Linked DNA regions of Mus musculus: all the other regions are linked to region 1. The links are chromatin contacts, called in public Hi-C, HiChIP or PLAC-seq and promoter capture Hi-C maps. All regions are on one chromosome and are shown on one strand. Each heading gives the region's core, a stretch centred on a gene start, on an enhancer-like site or on the middle of the called end of the contact. The rest is flanking DNA. Distances are from core to core; before and after follow the strand shown.

Region 1 (2,872 bases), core at 264-2,763:
AGGGACACGCAAGTCCACTTTATAAGGGCAAGCACATTGGTCTCCCAGTAGAAAGTGAGGCGAGCAGGGAGCTGAGGGTGAGAACAGCTTCCCAGATAATATGCTAATAGCCCAGCAGATTCTGAAGGGCTTCATAGCTTATGGGAATGATGCCCTACTAGAAGGAAGGAGCCTTCTTTTACAAAAAAATCTGTGATGTTTATTTAAGTTCTGATGTGCCGGGAGCTCTTGGGCTGTCAGAGATCCCTCTCACAGAAAAGAAAGGTATAAACAAATGACCACCAGAGAGGCTCCGAACCCACGGCATATAGTCCCATATTTTTACTCCGAGAAGTTCTGCTTTACCTAGTATCCGAATGAATCAAAGGCGATCTGTTATAAGGCCTACAATAGCATTGCAGTAACTGTTTAGTCCATTAACTAAATGGACTAAGAGAGTTTGAGTACTCTCAGGGAAGACTTTTAATCACAACAGTTAAAAACCATAAAATCAGGAGGTTTCCAGAAAAATTCCTATCGTATCATTAAACCCCAGAATCTGCCGAACTTCGCGAAGAAAACTAACCCAAGAACTCCATTTTGGAGATACCTAAAACCGGGAGGAGTTTGTGTGTAGTTGCTCTGAGAAATTTTTCGACTTCAGGACTTGGGTTGATTCAACGTGTCTTAATGAATGAACCGTAAATTGAAAGGGGCAGGGGAAGATGCTGATAAGAAATTAGTTTACACTCAAATAATGATTCCACATAAAGGAGGAGCAGCTTTTGCACAATTTAGAAAACAACTTGGTTTGTAGCTGGGGTAGGATGGTGGTGCCACCAAGCGGCTGAGCGGTGCGCTCGGGTCTCAGTTTCCTCAGAGCCTCCCGCTTGCGACGCTCTCGGTCCCGCGTTACCTGCAGCTCCGCCCGCAGCCGCTTGTTCTCCGTGTCCAGCTTGGCCTCTCGGCGGCCCATGGACAGCAACTCCTGGTTCTTGCTGACCCGGAAGATCTCATACTCTTTCTTGAGCCGCTCGAACTCGGCCGCCGCATACTCTAGCTCGGGCACAGACGAGCCGGTGGACTTGAAGCTGGCGCCCAGCAGCCCGCCGCCCCCTGCCGCGCGAGGCAGCGACCCGGGCCCGGCTCCCGCGCCCCTGCGGAACGAGCTGCGCAGCAGGCGGGCCTTGGGTTTCACTTCCACCGGGATCTCGCAGGCCTCGCCGCCGCCTGCCCCGTACGTGTCCTCGATCACCTCCCCGCCAGTGGGACTCACCAGCGACGAGGCTGTGCCCATGATGCCCGCGGCCGGCTGAGGCTGAGAGTCGGCTGGGTGCCAGGAGGAGGCGGGACCAGGAGGGCGGGGCCTGTCAAGCGGGGCGGAGCGCCGCAGGGAGAAACCAAAATCAGAGAGGAGCGTGGCCAGGAGCAGGGAGGTGGCCGGGGCGTGGCCAGGCCTTAAGGGCGGGGCCTAGATGGTGGGGCGAGGTGCTGTAGAGGAGAGGGCGGAGTTTGGAGGGAAGAGCGGAGCAGTAAGTGAGCCGGGCCTGGTGATTGGGGAGAAGGGCGTAACGTGGCAACTAGAGGGGCGTGGTGTTGAAGAAGAGTGGCCGTCTTGAGAAGGGGCGGAGCCATACTTTCGGGGCGTGGCCGAGCAAGCTGGGGATGTTAAGGCTAACAGAGAGGGGTGGGACGTAGCAGCGAGAGGAGGTGTGGTCAGTTGAGAAGAGCAGTGCCCAGAGAGAGTGTCGGGCCAGATTTTAGGGTCGTAGCCCGGTAAGTGGGGCGTAAGGCAGCAGCAGAAGAAAGAGAAAACCAGTCAGAGAGTCGGAGAGGTGGTCCTGGCTGGACAACGAGAGGGGGAGTGGCCAGGAGTCCTGTGGGGCGGAGCCAGGCTTTGGGGGCGTGACCAGACACGCGGGGGCGTGCTCTTCTGAATGAGACCAGTAGAGGAGCTGGACAAGGGAGGGTTGAGAGAAATGAGACTCGGGAGGAGAGGAATGGGTATCACGGAGCTGGCGGCCCTGAGAACTTGCTTTGCAGGAGCAGGCGGCAGGACTGAGCTGGGCAAGCTGGGCGGTACCAGGAGATCCGGACATCCAGAAGGGAAGGTTCCAGACTAGGCCCAAACCTACAAGCTCTGCTCCCTCTGCGTGAACTTTGTCTCAGTGAGCAAGAACTAGATCACATACCCATCTGCCCCCGCTCTGCCGCAACTGTTTCTGTGGTCCTGACTAAAGGGCTCTTTTCTGGAGGCAGTTCAGTGCCTAGTGTGTCTCTCAGGAAACATGTAATAAATAATGCCAGCCAGGAAAGAACTTCGAAGCATCACCACTTGAACCCCCCCACCCCCGCGACCCTTCTCTCCCCCCACCCCCATCCTTGATAAGCTCAGGTTTTATAACGCCTGGCGATAAGGATGCCAGGGACCCTATTCTAGACGGAAGAAAATTGTTAAGTACAGGGTTTGCAGGAAGGGAACGCGTGCTACTGTTCCAAGTTGTCCTTGGTCTGCTAACTTATCTTCCTGCCCATCCCAGATTGGTACCCCAGGTTAGAGGGGACAGAAAAGTGAGCAGTGGCTTTGACTCAACACTGTTGTGAGCTGGGTGCTGGTAATCTTTATACTTGCCCTTTTCTTAGGCAGTCTCCGAATGCCAGCCACTCTCTCTGCCATCATCCTCATTACCGGGAGCCTCATTACCCAAGGGGGATATAATCTTATTCCAGTGCTTGCTTACTCCATCCCCAGCTGTAAGAAATCTGGTAGCATTTTAAGCATCAGTCCATGCAGAGCCTCCTTGGGCTGACCTAAGATAGTCTTTGGTGGCTCACTCCATCCACAGGCATCCCTAGGATTCTTGGAAAGCCAACTCTGAGATGTAGATAAGCA
Region 2 (2,872 bases), core at 178-2,677, 480 kb after region 1:
GACACATGGTCTGAATCCAGTGTGAGTTTGGCTCCTATGAAGGCCCAACATTCTAGGAGGAGGGAGAGCAGGAGACTCTACCAAGCATGGCTGTTCCTCCTTCAGCCACCTATCTCTCACCCAACAAATTAGGACCTTGCATTGGTTACGTTTCTCCTTGCTACTGCAGAATACATAGCAGAATAAGCTAAGGAAGACATGGTTGACTCAGTGCCATCCATCATCGTGGAAAGTTGTAGCAGTGGGATCATTAGGCAGCTGGTGACGTTAGACCCCATCAGGGACAGAGAACGATGAATGCTGATAGTCAACCCACTTCTTCCTTTCCCATCTGCCCAGGGTGCAACCCCACAGTCAGAGTGGGTCTTCCCATTCACTTAGCTCGGTCTCAGAACTCCCTCACACACATGCAAGGTCTGTCAGAGGTTTGTCTACTAGATGACTCTAGATCCTGTCACGTTTACAACATAATCATCACAGACTTTAATCAAACATAGAGCAGCTATGCAATCTGAGCCAACCCTGTCACCTCGTGCTTTCCGGGCTGACAGAGGAAGCTTGGGGCGTGAGATCTGAATTGGGAGAGAGATGGGGAGAGTGTGGAGACTCATTCATTAAACTTGCAGACAGAGAGGCAAGTTAGGAGCTGGGCAAGAGCCTTCCTCAGCCTCTTTCTTCAGTCACTCCTTTTCAGAGAAAGAAAACAGGGCTGTGATTGTCTAATCAGAGAGCCTGCTTGCCCAAACTTCCCTTCACACGGAGGCGCTGGCTCTCTCCTGACATTCGGGAAGCATCAGTGCGCTAGCTATGTCCTTAGGTAAGGTTGCTTAGCAATGAGACCACTCGATCCTGCCCACTGTATTTGCCTTTTTCTGCTTTTGTTGACCTTTGGTCTCTTTCCTCAGGGAAATCTCGATCTTGATGTTTTTGTCACAAGACCTACTATTTAGTTGCCCCTTTTGATGGACATCACCCTGCAGTATTTTGGAAACCATGTGGGAGGTGAGGGGAAAGGCATACATCCATGTCTACAGTAAAAACATGGCGGCTACCATACAGACCATATGCCAGTGAAACTCGGCCAGTAGGATGCCCAGATGTGTACAGCTAGGGCCTCACACTGATGTGTAGCTCTGTCACACGTGGTCAGATATCTGAAAGACTCCAGCTGTGTTTCAGGGGCACAGTAGAGTAAGCCAGCATCCGGAGGGTCACACAGCTCAGCCCCACCTCTAGCTGTGCCCGGACTCTCATCTAGTACAGTAAGCTGAATGGAGCAGAAGCATGAAGGCCTGTATGTGTGTTTGTTCGAGTCTAGCCGTGCCTCTGGGAGCCAGTATGAGAGAGAATGAACAGAGGCTGGGGCCAGAAGGGCCAGGCACAGAACATTAGCCTCCGACCTGGAATTGACCTCTGAAACCCCTGACTTAGAGATGAAGCTCTGTGGATAGCATGGTGCCGCCCCTCTGGCACGCCCTCCCTAGACCCCTCCCCCACACCTTGCCAAGCAAATCCTGGCACGATCCCAGCTCAGAGAGTGGCTTAAGAAGCCAGGCAGCCTCCCCGGCTGGTGGCAGGAGCCTGTCAGATTTTACTTTAAATGTCATAGAATCTTTTTTTTTTTTTTTAAACAGAGATATAAATTTCTAATTTGGCTTTTTCCTTTACATGTTCATTCGGCATATGTGCTAAGCACATGCTTTTCAAAAACTAGTTATGGTTTAGTTTTGATTTTCTTACTTCAAAATGATCAGCACCTCACACTCCTGATGAATAATTCATTATGCAAACCAAGATCCTTCTTGGGCTCATGGGAAGGGAGGAGGCAGGCGCTCTGCTCTCCTGCTTTGTGTGTGAGCGCCTGCAGGAACCCAGTGGTCAGAGCTGCTCACTCCAGGACACAGCCATGGCCGGAAGGGTCTGGATGTCACCCTGGAGTGTTCAGGGATGGCCGTGTTAAAGTGATGCTGCTGTTTATTTAAAGGCTTTGGTTTTGTCTCCCCTTAAACCCCTAAAGTTCAAAATTAGGACCTTGTTAATTAAAGACATATGTTCATCCCAGTTCGTGTTGCTACGTAAGTTTAATGTCTCTGAAGCCCAGGCTGCCTGTTGTGGTCCCTCTGGGCCAGACCACACTTGTGACTTAGTGTGAGTACATACCAATAGTAACTATTGGTATCTTTCCAGTGCTTCAATTGAGGAACTATGTTTAATGGTGTGAAGGTGTGTGTGCTTGAGTGAGAAAGAGAGAGAGCGAGCATGACTAGAAGCCAACATCTAGTGTCTTCCTCTATTGCTTTCCCTGTCTCCATCTTCCCAGCTCTGGGATTACAGGCATGCCTCCTGCACACTCCAGATCCAAAGTGTGTGGACGTTAGGGATCCACAGAGGGCACTGGGCAGACTGAGCCATCTCCTCTGCTCTTGTGTCTGAAGTCTGCACAAAGACCTGTGACTCAGCACAGTGTGTGTTCCAAGGGACTTGGAGCAGAGGGGCTTCAAGCAGAGTGGCAGGACGGGAGTGTGAGGTTTTGAGGAGAAAATGCTCAAAAAAAAAAGCATTCTTTCCACTCCGTATTTCAGAGGAACCACCAAGTTCCATGTGATGGCAGAGGAGAGAAGACACTGTCAAAACAGCTGAGCAGGGGCTGTCTTCTGTTCCTAAGATGCTTGGGAGAGGATTGGCAGTTACCCGCCATGCGCTATAACAGGAGGGGAGGGGGGGTGATGAAACTGTCTAGACAAGCCAAAAGGAGCTCTTTCATAAATGGAGAATAATGCTTGTAAGTGTAAGAAAGCATTGTGTCATATTTAATCAGCAGGAATTTTCCCCTCTCTTGCTGTTACATAAAACAATAGTACATCGATTTGAT
Region 3 (2,872 bases), core at 184-2,683, 450 kb after region 1:
ATTAGAAGCGGGGACTGTCAGCTCAGACTCTAGGAGAAAAGCTACAAGACGGTCTATGTGAATTTTAGAACCACTTCCAACGACAGCTGGTGATGTGGCAATCAGATTCCACACACTGGGAGAGAATCTGCAGGCTGGAAGACTGCCATCTTTTGCCAAAGATAGACCTGAGCAGTATGCAAAAGGTCTCAAATGCATTGTGTTTGAATATTAACTTCCCACTCCCCGAAGTGTTTGGTCCTCTGTGCCTTATGTGAATTGAACGAATTTAATTTACTAGAATTGCTTTGCTGGATAATAAGCATTTGTATTTCTCCTTTTTATACAAACAGTAGTATCTTCTGACAGGGAAAAAAAGGAATCATATAGAACACAAGGAAGAAAGCTTTATTGTCCAATAAAAATGTTCCTCAGAGCTGTTGAGAGTGGATGGCAACATTAATCTACAATTCTTTCAATGTCTCATAGGAATGTCATTATAAAAAAAAAAACTGAGCCATTTTTGTATTAGTTACTTTGCTTTTTTAAAAAATAGCAAATTAAAGCCAAGGAAGACTCTAAGACACAAAAATCCATGGCTGTATGTCGCAGACATAGCCCCCGAGATGACTTACCTCAAGAAGTTTTCTCTACTTCCTTCAAATATGATTATTTCCAGGCAATTTGATTTAAATACCGCTCTAAAGATTGTTTGTGGAGATGGGAGATTGCCTTCCTGCAATGATTCTCTTATCTGTAGAAGGATAGAAGCAATTTCATTCCCAAGGAACAAGGAGAGGTATTTTTATTGTTTGCCTTATTTTGTAAACTTCTAATGTCATTGATAGAGACTAATTAAAACAATGTTTTAATCTATTAAATGGCCACTACAAAGACAGTGATGTTCTGGACGTGACCAGTGAGCCCGTTGTCCTTAACAGAGGCGGCTGATTCACAATCGAGCTGATTCACAATTGAGCTAGTTTGGGTTGATGAGAAGACCATAGTCTGTGCTTCTAATCCAGTCCAATCCGGCTATGTCTGATTCTTGGGCAGCAGCAGAAGGGGAGATGGGAGGGAAGGAGGGGAGGACGGTTCCATTTAGCTAATGCAGCCCTGTCATATTGCTTTTCTCGTCATCAGTAAAACTTAGAGTCTGATGGCCTAGAGCCTGTGCGCAGAATCAGGCAGGCAGGAGGAGAGCAACACGGCTTCAGATGGGTGTGCCCTGAGCAGTGCCTGGTCTAAATTCTAACGCCGCTGTTCCGTCACGTGACCAACGGCCAGTTAGGTAGCTGCTTGGCTCCGAGTTTCCTTATTTGTACCCAAAGATGTAGATAACTCTTGGGTCAACCTGAAAGGCAGTAAGCGTAAAATGAAGTGATATCCTGAAAGATTTCTGTGCGCTACCATGCTCGATGTCAGCGTCGGTTTACCTGTGATCTAGAAAGTTCCCCCCCCCCTTCCCTTTTCAGGTAGAGAGCGGAAGTGAGCTGTCATTTGCCCCTAAAACATTCTCTTGCATAACTGAGCCTTGGCTCGTGGACATTCCAGTCACTACTTACAAGTCCCCCTGCCCCATGTAGAGAAGCAGGGTTACCACAGGCTGCTGGACAGCTGGGTTACACACACCTTGCCTCATCCGTTGAACCAGGACAAAGCCATGACAGGCCAGCACATCAGATCTGCAGCTGAGAGTAAAGCCATATGGGGCGGGTTCACCAAGGCTCCCTGGGTAAAAACACCACACAGTCAACAGAAGTCAGCATACTGTGTACAGTGGAATCTCCTGAAGTAAAATCAAAGATCTAGAAAAAGTTGGAATTAAAGGACTGCAAAAGGACTCTTTCTTGTCCAAGTTGGCCCGTTCCCCAAATTCTCAGCTTCTCCTCATCCTTGCTCTTCTTAGAATGGCTAATGGGTTTGTTCACATATAAGTTTCGTTTCAAACATTAACAAAATTCCCCTTTTTCTTGCTTTTTCTCTTAGTTATTGTTTTATGTTTCAAAGAAAATGTTAAAATGTTAAAGGTACTTTTAAAAAAACAAACTAAAGCTATAGTAAAAAATACATTAAAGCGAGCAAAGTGGTTGGGTCAGGATTTAAATGGCAGAGCCTCTTCCCCCAAAGCCCTTGCTTCGCTGAGTTCATTAAATGTAAAATAAGCATTGTGTCCTTTAATTAGGAATTATACACAAGAGGCAGGGTGCTTACAGCCCTCGGAGGAATTATATTTGTGCATAAAGGAATCATCGTGTTTCCCGGTGTGTGGGCCTCCAGAATGTAAGATACCAAGTAGCTGGGCACACCAGGAAGTATTATATAAATATTAAGATATTAATACCAGGTCGCTAGGTTGCCAAAAAGAACACTATTGAAAAGGAATAACCTGGTGTTTTCACTTCACGAGCCTTGTGCTGATCCAGTCCTCATGAGAAAAGGGGTTTAGAGGAGGCACATGGCTAATGCCAGGGCAAACCTTGTGTCAGGAGCTGGTGGGGTAAGGCAGCCAGCGACTTAGAGCCATTAGTGGCCAGTTAAGCTGAGAGTCCAGAGGCGGCAACCCCAAAGGGTGTGTTCAGGGTGACGATGGCCACAGGATCTAAATGCTTGTGTCTGAGTGACTGAAGTGCCAGCCTCCTCTTTCAGTGGGAGGGAGAAGAGCAAGAGTGAGCCCCCAAGATGGTGGTCCATCCCCTAGAGATATCTATCAGCTACCCCCACTTCCTCAGGAGGGCTGCTCCCCTGATGTGTGATCCAGACAGGAGGTCTACATAGGGACTTAATTTCACAGGTCTTCTCTCCCACTGAAGGGGGTCAGAACGGTATCAGGCCATCAGCAGCTTTTTCATAAATGTGTGCTCATCTGCTAATAAAGCCCATTAGACTTGCA
Region 4 (2,872 bases), core at 208-2,707, 420 kb after region 1:
CTTACTAGCTCGAGCAGAAGTATGCCCGCCTTATACGGTAGGCCCTGGACACATGCAATTACCTAATTAGGACTACAAAAAGTTTAAGGTAAAGAGTTTGAGGACCACAGAGTGAGACCATATCTCAAACAAATAAATGAAAATTGTCCTTGAACTCCCCGCTGTGGCTGACAGACAGCGTGTCCATGTCCGGGGACTGGGGGTGGTGGCAGCGGCACTCGCTGGTGCATGAGACTCAAGTGTTATTCCACGGGCTGAGGCTACAGTGCAGGGATTCAGAGTCCTGTCTACAAGAACCACTGCGACACAGTGGTCTCTCATTTACAGCATACCTCTCTCTTCCCATCTCTGTCTGCTGTCCTTGGCAAGCAGAGAGGTTCGGCCAAGAGTACCTCAGATGTAGGCTGCCAAGTAAGAGTCTGGGTAGGGAGGCATCTGAGGAGGAGCTTCTGAAGAGAGCCTGGCAATGGACCATCTGTGCTGCTTGCCCTCCTGATTGTCTATAGGGCAGATGACAGGGAGACTGCACACTGGATCACTGAGCTTGTCATAGGAACACCTTCTCCAGGCTAGAATTAATACCGTGGGTGTCTGTGAGATAGGGTCTAGCCATGGAGCTCGGACAGGCCTTGAACTCTTGGTCCTTCCTAAATGCTAGGATTATAGGTATGTCCCAGAGATCTCGCTTAAGATTTAGCACTGTGGTTTGTGCTTCAGATTGAGGGAGGGAGGAGGGGAAGAAGAGGGGAGAGGAAGAGAAAGGCTATCTCTGACTGTCTGTCTATTTATCTGTTGTCTGTCTGTCTGTCTGTCTGTGTATGTACACATGCATGCTGGTGACCCCAGAGGCCAGAAGAGGGCATCAGGTCGCATGGAGCTGGAGTTACAGGAGGTTGTGAGCCACCTGATATAGGTGTTCGGCACGGAGCTGAAGTCCTTTGAGAGCAGCAAAGGCTCTTAGCCACTGAGCCATCTCCCCAGCCCCTTAGCTGTTTTTAGAAGTAGCTGCATGTGAAATATATCTGCACTTTCAAAAAAAAAAGCATGAAAGATATAAATCATTATATCGTTTGTTGTCTTTCTATAAACACCTATAAAATACAAGCCTCTTAAAACTCAGGACTAGGAGGGAAAAAAGCATGATCATTACTAATCGTTATGTGTGCACTCTCGTATAGAAGGAACACAGTCTGTTCAGATATGTTTTACCTTAACTCCAAGGACGTGCTAATAAATATTCATTACAGTCATTCCCCGAGCCTAGATTTTCTGGTATGATGTTCTCTCTCTCTCAGGCAACCTCGTCATCACGTGTGTGCGAGCCCATGCATGAGATGGGGCTGATCTTGTGAGCAGGATATTTTTAAACGTCCACAAGAGATTATTCTGCAGTGCTGTCCTGACTAAGAGGCCCTGGAGTGAGTTTAGAAGTGAGTGCTATAAACAAAAACTAGACATGAGGCTGGGAAAGGCCCTGGGCTCTGGCCAACCTGGATGAGTTGGTGGGTTGAGCAGGCAGCAGCAGGTCTTTCCAAAGCATCCAGGATACAGGACAGGTTGCTGCACTCCATGATCCCAGAGCAGCTGCCTTCATTCATTCCTTCATCCGGCACACAGTGACACCTGCTGTGCCCTAGGTACCATGACTGGTGGGAGGATGCCAAGCAGCTCTCCCTCCCACCTGTGGAGAGCACAGAGCCTGGTGGACCAATCGGCACTAGATATTATAATAAACAGGGGGACAGGAGTGTGGGCAGCACAGGGCGGCAACCTGTGGAAGTGGCATGTGGCCAGACTTTGAGAGTGGAGGCCATTAAAGGCTCCCCAGGGAAATTGAATGGAAGGCAGATTCTAGAAGGATAATGAATAGGACTGTACATCCTAGCAGTCAACACTGTGACCAGGCTCTGTGTACAAGGCAGGCCCATTGTTGCTGTATAACAAAGCACCCCAAAACTAAGCGCCTTAAGGCACTATACATCCTACTCCCTCAAGGGTCAGGAACTCAGGGACGCCTTAGCCTGATGGCCCTAATTCAACATCTCACACACAGCAGCAGTTGAGGTGTCAGTAATGCCTGCCATTCCCAGAAGGCTTGATACCAGCTAGAGGGTCTACTTCTAGAATATCTCATTGGCCTGGCCATTGGCAGGAGGCCTTGGTTCCATACCTTGGTGGTCTCTTCCTAGGCACACCCACATGACAACTGGCTTCCCGTAGAGTCTATGATCCAGGAGGTAGCAATGTGAAAGAAAGCCCATATATCGTATCACCTCGTTTACGAGTTCTACAGAATCTACTAGCTACATCAATCAGCCCTTTTCAGTAGAGGAGGGGGACTATAAACGGAAGAGGAACACAGATTGTTAAGGAGACATGGAAGCTGGGTACCACACAAGGATATAAAGTTTAAAGTGGGCAGAGGAATCTGGGCAGTTGCAGAGCCCAGTTGTGATGGAACCTAGTGTCCGAGTGTGGGATCTTGGGCTTCAGCTATGCGTATGGGGCCATTGCAGCAGTAGGAAGGGAATCTGTAGTGGCAGATCTGGGCAGGATAGGGATCGGGCTTGGAAACGGAAGCTGAATGTCCAGCAGGTGATGTGAGCCTACCTCAAGCTGGTCGTACAAACACAGACCATGGCTGCTCAGGGCGGTTCTCAGACAGTAACTCTGGCATTGTCTGGGAGCTCACAGGTGTGCAGAATCCCAATGGTGCTAAACCAAATCTCATTTCTGTGGACCTGAATGATCGAGAAATGCTATTGTGAAGTCTGCAGTGGATGTGGTGGTGAATGTGGGAGCTGGGGAATCCAGAAGCTGAGGCTGACTCCTGAGTCAGACTTCCTCCACTTCAGAACTGGAAGAGAGCCTG
Region 5 (2,872 bases), core at 107-2,606, 400 kb after region 1:
GGAGACGAGACTCTTTTTGGTTGGTGGTGTTGGGGATTGAACACAGGAACTTGCACACGCCAGGCAAGTGTCTTCCTCGGAGCTATACACTTATCTATTAGTCATGATTTTCTTTATTATTATTTGTAGGGCTGGGGGTTGAACCAAAGGCCTTGCATGTGGCAGGCAGGTATTTGGAATCATCACCAATCTTAGAATCCAAATTTCTCCCCAGTCAACCGAAACTTTATAAGGTTCTAGAGCCAGTGAGATGGTAAAGGTGTTTGCTGCCAAGCTTGACGACCTGAGTTCTGTTCCTGGGACATGTATGGTAGGAGAGAACACACTCTCAGAAGTCCTCTAACCTCCGTGTGTATAACAGGCTTACACACGCACACACACGCACACACACACACGCACACGCACACGCACACAGGCACACACACACGCACACGCACACGCACACAGGCACACACACACACACGCACACACACACACACGCGCACACACACACACACACACGCACACACGTGCACACACACACGCACACGCACACACACACAATAAATGTGATAAAATTTTAAATCATGAGCTATGAAAACTAGAAAGTCGTTTATAGATTTCTAAGGCAAGTCATGGTTACCTATAAAGGAAGAAGGAAATAAATAGCCATACAGATGTTCTCATGAGGAAGGAGTGATGGGCACACATGCTTATGTATTCAATGAGGAGAAGATAGCTGCGAAGCTCCGTGACACTGAGTCGGATGGCTGTCAGGTCATTTGCTTCTGCAAAAGCAAAGGACAGAAGAAAGGAGAGTGTTAGGAGATGATGTTGTTAAATCTCAACAGACATTAGTGGCCAGCGTGGGGCCCTTTTCTTTCATCTTCTGGAAGGAGCTTTATTCTGTAGCTTAGATGGAACTCATATGCGCTCACAGCCGAAAGGAAGACCCTCTAGTAAAGGCTACTCCATTTAGCAATTAAAGATACCGTGTCCATCCTGATAAGAGTGGCTATGTCCCCAGCCTGACTGATGTGAGGGAGGAAGTTTAAGTGCCTCGGTGGCAAAGTGCATGCTGGGAGTTCTGTCGTCCCACACCTGGCTGGTGCTCAGTCATACTGGCTTTCTTTCCTTTAACTAGCACTTTATCCTGTGCTCTGCGTGGCGCTTTTGGAGCCAGTCATTCATCCAGCCTGGCATTTCTGTCCCCCGCTGTTGAGACTCTAGCCCCACAATCCACCATGCTACCATCTAGTCTCTCTGTCACATTTCCCTCAAGTTCTCTATGACACGCAGTTATCTGATGCCTCTCTTGACTGCATCTGCTTATCACTCACATGTCCCTCTGGACTGTCAGCTAAAAGTTAGCACATGCTATTTTCAGCCTACAAGAATGCCTGGTACTTGAGTGTCCCCTCTACCCCTCTCCTGGGACAGTGGCATTAGTAGTGAGATGAACTAGACAGAGGAGCAGTGAGCAGGCTATTGGATGGTCAGAGAGACCCACAGTCATGATCATATCACATGTATTCACAGACATTCAACATGAGCCACATGGCTCATTTAAATTTTTTTCCAGTAGCTAAATTTGAAAACATAAATAAATGAAAAGAAATGAGTAGAGCCAATTCAGATAGCACATTCTGTTTACTATGATGTGCTATGTCCCCATGTGGGTCCCAGAACTACAGCAACAAGGAAAAGAAGAGTAGGTGGACATATGGACAGACACACAAAAAGGGATCGGGTCTGATGGAGAAGCCATAGCACCCAGGAAGCTCAGTGTGTTTGTTACATGTAGGTGAATGGGAAGTAGAGTTATTGTTTACAGCTGAAGGGAGCTGGGTTGCATACAGATAACTAAGAGGATGGGGTTATTATATACGGCTGAAGAAGGTTTAGCTAATCTTGGTAGAGACACTCTTTATAGGGGAGGAGTCTTCGGGCCTTAAACATCTAGGAGGAAAAAGTGAGAAAGGTATTGTGGACATTTTGTGCACATACTGTCAGCTCTAGAACCACAGTAAGCCATCGTAGTCCCTCTGAGCTTCCCCTGGGAAAGGCTTTGCCACACCTACAAGGTTGAGATGTTGGGCTCCTCAACAATGTCGTGTTTACAGCCAACAATGCACATTCACCCTGGACTTCATCCATTCTCTACACCAGAGTATCCAAAATATTATTTCTGTATGGGATCAGTACTAAAAAATGGCTAGTAATATTGCTACACTCATGCACACACACACACACACACACACACACACACACATACGCAAATAGCAGTCCTTTGGAATTTCATGGACAGTTTACATTTACAGCATACATCAATTTAAATACTAAATCTTTGTCAGAAGTATTTGGCATTTAGATGTCATAAAAGTGGTAGTTGCCAGGGGGCGCTGCTGAGGAGATAGCTCAGATAGTAAAATGCTTTGCCACTCAAGCTCAAGGACATGAAACTCTCCCAGCATCCATAGGGAATAAAAGCCAGGCATGGCGACCCATATTATAATCCCAGAGTTGGCAATGTAAAGACAGGAAGATCCTCTGGGCTTACTACCTGGCCAATCTAGATAATCAGTGAGCTCCAAGTTCAGTGAGAAAACCCTGCCTCCAAAAACAAGGTAGAGAGTGATAGAAGATGCTCAGCATTAACCCCTGGCCTCCATGAGCCCACTCACAAGTACACACACACACATACTCCCACACACTTGCATGCACACACAAAACACACCCATATACATGTTCATATGCACACGCCCATATATGATGCAAAACTACTAGTTGGAAAAGTAGGATTTTAGCTGTAATTTCCTATAACCAAATTAGTTATCAGTTCCAATTTTTAGATGAATTAAAATTCAGGGAGATTTTAAAAGCTTGTACCTCT
Region 6 (2,872 bases), core at 138-2,637, 350 kb after region 1:
AACACCAGAGAATGCAAAGAGGGATAAACTGGGGGTTGGCTTTAGGTTAGTTATGTTTGGAACCCTAAATACATTCTTTGAGATCTTCCTGAAGGGCTAAGTACCAAAGGGAGATCAGACCAGCCTGGACTTTGAAGCACTAAATATTAAATGACTCCAAGTAGCTGAGGGCATTTTATAGTCGTTTACTCTAAAGATACTTCACAGGGCTGGGAAGACGTCTTAGCCGATAAAGTGTTCGCCTGGCAAACCAGAGGGTCTGAATTCAGTTCCCAGGGCCCATGGGATGAAGCTGGGCATAGTGGTATGAGCTTGTATTCTCTGCCCTGGGGAGACAGACAAGAAGGTCCCTGGGACTCACTGGCCAGTCTAGTCTAATCTTCAAAATCTGGGCCAATGAGAGACCCTGTCTCAAAAAACAAGGTAGACAGTTGCTGAGGAATGACACCTACTCTGGCCTCCACACTCAGATACATACATTCACATGTGTGTACGAGAGACAGAGAGAGAGAGAGAGAGAGAGAGAGAGAGAGAGAGAGAGAGAGAGAGAGAGAGAAAAGCACCGTGGGGAAGTTTATAGACAATCAAGAAGGCACTGTCCCAATAGAATCTCCTTTGTAGACTCTCCTATGTGTCTTGCTTTGGGGAAGAAGCCATCTGTGAGTTCACACCCAATTCCAACCATGTTATTGTTGGATGATGGTGGTCTGTGTTTCCTAAGCTTCCTGCAATAAGCATGTATTTTTTTCTTTCTTTCTTTCTTTTTTTTTTTTTTACTCTGCAAAGCAACACAAATATAAATGAAGCCTTAAAATATTATCTCCATAGGAAAAGGGCCAGTGATATTTATTCTTTTGTCCCCAATTTCCTGTACTGTGAACCTGCGGCATCTCCGGGCTGTGAATGGTCGGAGTTTCTGAGCCTTGCTCCTGGAGATGCTAATTTGGTTGGTCTGGGAGAAGATGAGGCTGCTAAGGAGGGCAGAAACTGATCCTAGAGTCAGGCAGGCTAAAGAGCATTGTCTGAATCACCATCTATACATTGTAGCTTCTTACAAGGAACAGAGCCTGTGTTGCAGTTGACAATCTGCATCCTCCCCACCCCCACCCCAACCCCCACTCCCACCCCCTCCACGTGGTCTCCAGCTGTTGCTCTACCTGGGAAGAGTATGTCTGGTTCAGTTTCCTCACGTGTCATTTAAGCCCCTGGGACCTGCAAAAGGCAATTATCTATCAAATTCCAGATGGCTGTGTAGATTAGCCCCAATGAGCAAAACCACAGAGATGGGAACAAAAGCCCGTGATTAGCTGGTTGAGTAACGACAGGCCCTCTCCGTGCAGATGCACCGGAAACAAGGGCAGGAGCCGATCTTAATGTCTTTATTTGCCTGGGTTCATTAATGGTGCATTCATTATGTCAGTACCGCTCTGATGTAAACAGTGTAGAGAGAAACCAAGAGCGCTACCTCCTATTCCACAACATTTTTGTTTTTATGTGTTTCCTTATATTTTTATGGTAGGAGATGACAGTGTTATTTTCCATCCGGTTGTAAAGAACAGTAATGTGTGCTTCCTGGGAAGATTTTTATTCCTCCTCCCCCCTCCCCCAAATTAAGCATTTTAAAGCTCAGCTTATGTGACTGTGAAAACACTTATGCCTCTCTCCCATGTGACACAGGACAAGGCTGCACTGAAAAGAAAAGGAAAAAATGCCCAAAGACACTCAAAATATTTTAGGCTACCATTCCAGTTGTGCTAAGGAGGAAATTATCTAAGATGCTGCCTGTGGAGCCCTGCCACAGACCCGGGATTTGCCAGCTGCTAGTTATCTGAGCTCTGAGTAGAGAGAAGGCCACAGGTAATTGAAAACACAGTTAGGCCAAACCTAGCAACGTGCATTGTCAAAATTTCAAGTCATCGCTATATTAAGTTTAAAGTGTAGCCGCTATTTAGAAATACCAGAATTCAGAAGCTTCATCTTGAGCTTGTAACTATTGATATCACGTAAGCTGTAAGCATCATTTTACTTCTTCAGTGACGAGAGCCTTTGAAAATATCCAATTCTGCTTAACTGCTACTTTTTTGAATGGAAGAAGAGCAGTATCTTCAAGGTATGATAAGAAATCATATAGGTTCATATATATTCCTATGGCCCCCAGAGATGCCAGTGTTGTTTCTAAGTTGAGGGATTACTTTTTGACAAAGTCATTATCTATCTCTACTTGGGGGACACGATTAATCTGACCCCTTCATAATCAAGAACTGAAGCCCATACTGCCCCTCACCCATGTTCCTAATGAAGATCAGTTACATTTTACTGTATCTCACGACTTCATTCAGGATGTGGATTGGGGGTGGAGGTGGGAGAAATGAACTGTAAAAGTGAGACATGCCGTCCGTCTGCACACCTCTAGGGGATCCGGAGGAATTGCTGCGCATGTAAGTGGTGAGCAATGGCCAAATTGGGGTAGTTAGTATTTCCACGTCCTCAAACGCTAATCAGTTCTCTATGCCAGGAGTACTCATGCACGTGCAGTTATTATACAAGTGTCTGCTGTAGCCTGTGGTGTCCCTAAAGTGCCACAGAAACCCAGGCGTAACTCCTTCCACCTACTTGTATTTCCCCCTTCATCTCCACATCCTTCCCTCCGGTTACCAGGGACCGCTTTTCACCCCCGAACTAATAGGAGCTCAATGTTTTCGTTTCCGTGACAACCTGAGGTGTTTGTCTTTATGCATCTGAATTGTTTTACTTGATGACCATTCTGTATGTGTACTGCAAACCGCCTGAGTCCATTCCTATAAATGGCCAGAGGTTTGCCTTATCCTCTCACCCATCTATGGATGCTTTAGATGGGTCTGTGTCTTGGCTC
Region 7 (2,872 bases), core at 250-2,749, 290 kb after region 1:
CTCGGGGTGGTCACCATTGGAATGGGACAAAACATGGATCAGTGCATTGGTCTACATGCTGTATCGTTTCTGTGGCTTTAATGGACCCTATGGTTATTTCTTTATTAAATTAACTTATTTTAAATGAAAGGCAGTGAATTGTAATCAACTCTTATTTTTAATTTTATTCTTTGATAATTTCATATATATGTTCATATATATGGAATAATAAATATATATTATTTACTTATTTTAGTCATGTTCACTATTCACCCCCCATCTTCTTTCACCAGATCCCTTCTCCTTCCCAACAGGTCTACCTCCTACTTTCGTGACTTGTGAAGGTGGGAGTTTAATAAGAGTTGCTTTCCTGAGCAATGGTAGGAGGTTATTTACTGGAGCATGGGCAACTGACCAGTGACTGTACCACTGAGGAAAGTAATTAGCCCCTCCCCCATCCACCACTTATCTATATTTCTTCAGCAATGGGAGGGGCCTCATGAACCCCCCCGCCCCCCCAGAGCCCAACCTTGTGCAGGTGTTGTAATGCTAACAGTCCAGTTGAATTGTTATCAGTTCATTCATACACTGATACTGTGGGGGGTAAATCTGCCTACCTTAACTAGAATATTGTTCTGTATGGCTGGAGAATGACCCGTGGGTAGCTGTCATACCGGTTTTGAGAGAGTGAGTTTGTTAACGGTACAGCAAGCAAAAGATAAAAGGCTAAGAATCTAGTAGCAGAGACAGCAGAGTATCATCCAGTCAGGAGCTCAGGACTAATGTTCTGAGGCTGAGGTGGCTGGAGTGGCCCGATTAAAAGCGTAGAAAAGGTAACATTATCACATGAGTAGCTGTGATCCTTCCTGGCTTACTGAGAAATCAGGTTCTGGTCACCTGGGAAGCTGCCATTTGCATTGATAACACGTGGGGACAGGAAGAAAGGGCGCATGAGGCCAGCACCTGGGTATGATGATCTCAGAAGGCCATACACCAACCATTGTGTAGACAGACGGTACTTGCCCAGTTCTTCAGTTCAGTCCTTGTTTCGAATGGAGGCTTCTTTATGATGTAGAAATATGTAGGTCTGTGTTTCTGTCTCTCTCTGTCTGTCTGTCTATCTGTCTCTGTCTCTCTGTCTCTCTTTCTCTCTGTCTCTCTCTGTGTATCTCTCTTTCTCTCTGTGTCTCTGTCTCTCTGTCTCTCTTTCTCTCAGTGTCTCTTTCTCTCTGTGTCTCTTTCTCTCTGTGTCTTTTGTCTGTGTCTCTTTCTCTCCGTGTCTCTATCTCTCTTTCTCTCAGTGTCTCTGTGTCTCTGTCTCTCTTTCTCTCAGTGTCTCTCTCTTTCTCTCTGTGTCTCTGTCTCTTTCTGTGTCTCTTGTTCTCTTTCTCCCCCTACTCCTGCCTGCACTCACAGACACACATCCCATTCTATGCTGATGGCTGTATTCATACTTCTTGGTACAAATGGGCAGATTTCACTAGGGTGAAGTGAAGGCATACTTACAGATCCACCAGATGGGCAGGAGGCATCTGGTGTCTTGTGTTTGGGACACCCAGATTCTCATTTCCTGCCAGCTGTCAGCAGGGTCATTCTCCTCTCGAAGCTGCCCACATTCCTTGGATTGCTTTCCCTCCTCCATCTGCCCAGCCTGCAGTGGTAGGCTAAGTTCCTGTCATGCTTTTAGTCTCACCCGCTCTCCTCCTGCTGCCGCCTCCTGGATTCCCTCCCTTCATGCATCTGTAATTTTGCTTTTAGGACTCAGATAATGGTGTTGGGACACACACACCCCTGACAATGTTACTGTCTCAAACATCAACTCATTCTTAGCTTTAACTGTCTACAAAGGTCCTTTACAGCTGCATCTGTATTAAGTAGTTGACTTAACAGAACACACAAGTGTGTGTGTGTGTGTGTGTGTGTGTATGTTTTGAATTTTAGCATCATTGGCCAATGAGATGGCTCCGTGGGTAGTACCTGTGGCCAAGGGTGCAACACAAGTTTGATCCCCAAGACCCACATGGTAGAAAGAGAGAACTGAGCCTTGGATGTTGTCCTATGACCTCCATGTACCATAGCATGTGTGAACCCCAACTCAATAAATAAATATTAAAACATTAAGAAGTCTGTTTTTACACAGTTACTCTGTGTTTTACACAGAGTGTTTTAACTGTTTTACACAGTTACCTAAGAAAACAAATGTTTTCTTCTTAGGTAGAAGAAAAAGCTGGGCAGGCAGGCATTTGTTTAAAAAAAAAATCATTTAGACTAGAGCCTTTGGCTTTTAGTACTTAAGAACTTTTGAGAATATTAATCTGTTTTCTCTGCCACGAACTTCAGGTGCTTTGGGTACATGAGAAAGAAGTCAGCCTTCTCTGTGTGTGTTGTTCATGGACAGTGTGGGCGTCAGGGGAGTTCTTTCTCTGGGGAGGAGTTGAAGGTGAAGTTGCTTCTGAAGGCTGGGCATTCCATTAGTCAAATCTTTACTGTCTATTCTCAGTGTTCTGAAGAGTCTGCCCTTCAGGGGTGACTGCCGGCCGGGTAAACCAATGTGGAATTTGCAAAGGACGCATAAGGATACACCCGGTGTAGTCAGAGACCAGACTGAAAAGCTTGGGCTCTCCATCCACACAGCTTCATAAACATTCATGCAGGAGAACAGGTGTTCTTCCTGCGAAGTCGTTTACGGAATCACAACGTACGAAGTACTTCCCTTTACGGGGTTTCGTCTGGTTCTCACAGTGACGTCTTGTGGTCAGGACTAGAGTAGCTGTGGTACAGATGTGAGAGCTAAGACCAAGGCTTGGAGGAAACCAAATTCCAGTGCTGCAGCAGCAGGGACTGAGGCCACTCTCGACAGCTCTCACGCTGGGGAGAGGAGAGGCACACCTAC

The links. Promoter capture Hi-C pulls out the DNA fragments that hold promoters and counts their contacts. Hi-C and Micro-C count contacts between places; a contact is called where the count stands out from the background. HiChIP or PLAC-seq counts read pairs in DNA pulled down with a chosen protein or histone mark.
Region 2: an H3K27ac HiChIP or PLAC-seq map of embryonic stem cells shows a contact between it and region 1, with 7 read pairs. The contact joins the enhancer-like site here to the promoter of Nphp3 in region 1. A contact is called at or near these places in 10 of 39 promoter capture datasets (the C10 cell line, the HPC-7 cell line, cranial neural crest and 6 more) and 16 of 115 datasets of contacts at active chromatin or transcription factors (differentiating embryonic stem cells, embryonic basal ganglia, embryonic forebrain and 7 more).
Region 3: an H3K4me3 HiChIP or PLAC-seq map of stem cell-derived neural progenitor cells shows a contact between it and region 1, with 21 read pairs. The contact joins the promoter of 4932413F04Rik here to the promoter of Nphp3 in region 1. A contact is called at or near these places in 17 of 39 promoter capture datasets (the 3T3-L1 cell line, the C10 cell line, the HPC-7 cell line and 12 more), 5 of 484 Hi-C or Micro-C datasets (the N1E-115 cell line, cortical neurons, embryonic stem cells and 2 more), 11 of 115 datasets of contacts at active chromatin or transcription factors (differentiating embryonic stem cells, embryonic basal ganglia, embryonic forebrain and 6 more) and 1 of 9 other capture datasets (pancreatic islet).
Region 4: a contact with region 1 is called in an H3K27ac HiChIP or PLAC-seq map of heart atrium, with 6 times the contacts expected there. The contact joins the enhancer-like site here to the promoter of Nphp3 in region 1. A contact is called at or near these places in 18 of 39 promoter capture datasets (the 3T3-L1 cell line, the C10 cell line, the HPC-7 cell line and 11 more), 1 of 15 datasets of contacts at CTCF or cohesin (large pre-B cells), 4 of 484 Hi-C or Micro-C datasets (the HL-1 cell line, the N1E-115 cell line and embryonic stem cells), 21 of 115 datasets of contacts at active chromatin or transcription factors (cardiomyocytes, craniofacial prominence, embryonic basal ganglia and 12 more) and 1 of 9 other capture datasets (embryonic stem cells).
Region 5: a contact with region 1 is called in an H3K27ac HiChIP or PLAC-seq map of heart atrium, with 4 times the contacts expected there. The contact joins the enhancer-like site here to the promoter of Nphp3 in region 1. A contact is called at or near these places in 21 of 39 promoter capture datasets (the 3T3-L1 cell line, 3T3-L1-derived adipocytes, the C10 cell line and 14 more), 2 of 15 datasets of contacts at CTCF or cohesin (large pre-B cells and pro-B cells), 12 of 484 Hi-C or Micro-C datasets (B cells, the C10 cell line, CD8 T cells and 7 more), 15 of 115 datasets of contacts at active chromatin or transcription factors (the NIH/3T3 cell line, acute myeloid leukemia, cardiomyocytes and 12 more) and 1 of 9 other capture datasets (embryonic stem cells).
Region 6: a promoter capture Hi-C map of second pharyngeal arch cranial neural crest shows a contact between it and region 1. The contact joins the enhancer-like site here to the promoter of Nphp3 in region 1. A contact is called at or near these places in 9 of 39 promoter capture datasets (the C10 cell line, cranial neural crest, embryonic stem cells and 6 more), 1 of 15 datasets of contacts at CTCF or cohesin (large pre-B cells), 1 of 484 Hi-C or Micro-C datasets (the N1E-115 cell line) and 9 of 115 datasets of contacts at active chromatin or transcription factors (astrocytes, embryonic forebrain, embryonic hindbrain and 6 more).
Region 7: a contact with region 1 is called in a Hi-C map of Th1 cells, with 2.4 times the contacts expected there. The contact joins the enhancer-like site here to the promoter of Nphp3 in region 1. A contact is called at or near these places in 7 of 39 promoter capture datasets (the C10 cell line, HPC-7-derived erythroid cells, embryonic stem cells and 3 more), 2 of 15 datasets of contacts at CTCF or cohesin (large pre-B cells and pro-B cells), 21 of 484 Hi-C or Micro-C datasets (the HL-1 cell line, Th1 cells, Th2 cells and 6 more), 6 of 115 datasets of contacts at active chromatin or transcription factors (embryonic forebrain, embryonic stem cells, kidney and 2 more) and 1 of 9 other capture datasets (embryonic stem cells).

What each region holds. Positions count from the first base shown.
Region 1 is chr9:104,001,185-104,004,056 of GRCm38.p6, reverse strand. Nphp3 (nephronophthisis 3 (adolescent)) reads right to left here and starts at 1,513. Exons shown (of 27, transcript NM_028721.3): 1 at 896-1,513. The coding sequence starts at 1,276. Gm33054 (predicted gene, 33054) reads left to right here and starts at 1,698. Exons shown (of 2, transcript NR_168653.1): 1 at 1,698-1,755; 2 at 2,023-2,297.
Region 2 is chr9:103,523,771-103,526,642 of GRCm38.p6, reverse strand. All of the region lies in intron 3 of Tmem108 (transmembrane protein 108), which reads left to right. All of the region lies in intron 1 of Gm32743 (a long non-coding RNA gene), which reads right to left. Among named protein-coding and RNA genes, the nearest start is that of Gm32743, 3.3 kb to the right of the region's middle. Within about 2 kb of position 1,427, at least 27 of the 459 cell types and tissues checked have an H3K27ac peak or open chromatin away from gene starts, as enhancers often do. A contact at or near this core is called in differentiating embryonic stem cells, embryonic stem cells and stem cell-derived neural progenitor cells, where this site is marked.
Region 3 is chr9:103,555,651-103,558,522 of GRCm38.p6, reverse strand. It overlaps 4932413F04Rik (RIKEN cDNA 4932413F04 gene), which reads right to left and starts at 1,433. Exons shown (of 3, transcript NR_040764.1): 1 at 1-1,433. The region is part of intron 3 of Tmem108 (transmembrane protein 108); the gene reads left to right.
Region 4 is chr9:103,578,361-103,581,232 of GRCm38.p6, reverse strand. All of the region lies in intron 3 of Tmem108 (transmembrane protein 108), which reads left to right. All of the region lies in intron 1 of Gm32682 (a long non-coding RNA gene), which reads right to left. Among named protein-coding and RNA genes, the nearest start is that of Gm32682, 6.4 kb to the right of the region's middle. Within about 2 kb of position 1,457, at least 12 of the 459 cell types and tissues checked have an H3K27ac peak or open chromatin away from gene starts, as enhancers often do. A contact at or near this core is called in the N1E-115 cell line and heart atrium, where this site is marked.
Region 5 is chr9:103,600,540-103,603,411 of GRCm38.p6, reverse strand. The region is part of intron 3 of Tmem108 (transmembrane protein 108); the gene reads left to right. Gm32682 (a long non-coding RNA gene) reads right to left here. Exons shown (of 2, transcript XR_379792.2): 2 at 565-767. Among named protein-coding and RNA genes, the nearest start is that of Gm32682, 29 kb to the right of the region's middle. Within about 2 kb of position 1,356, at least 4 of the 459 cell types and tissues checked have an H3K27ac peak or open chromatin away from gene starts, as enhancers often do. A contact at or near this core is called in heart atrium, where this site is marked.
Region 6 is chr9:103,652,761-103,655,632 of GRCm38.p6, reverse strand. The region is part of intron 2 of Tmem108 (transmembrane protein 108); the gene reads left to right. Among named protein-coding and RNA genes, the nearest start is that of Gm46129, 67 kb to the left of the region's middle. Within about 2 kb of position 1,387, at least 54 of the 459 cell types and tissues checked have an H3K27ac peak or open chromatin away from gene starts, as enhancers often do. A contact at or near this core is called in the N1E-115 cell line, pre-B cells and second pharyngeal arch cranial neural crest, where this site is marked.
Region 7 is chr9:103,708,623-103,711,494 of GRCm38.p6, reverse strand. The region is part of intron 2 of Tmem108 (transmembrane protein 108); the gene reads left to right. Among named protein-coding and RNA genes, the nearest start is that of Gm46129, 11 kb to the left of the region's middle. Within about 2 kb of position 1,499, at least 53 of the 459 cell types and tissues checked have an H3K27ac peak or open chromatin away from gene starts, as enhancers often do. A contact at or near this core is called in Th1 cells, Th2 cells and pro-B cells, where this site is marked.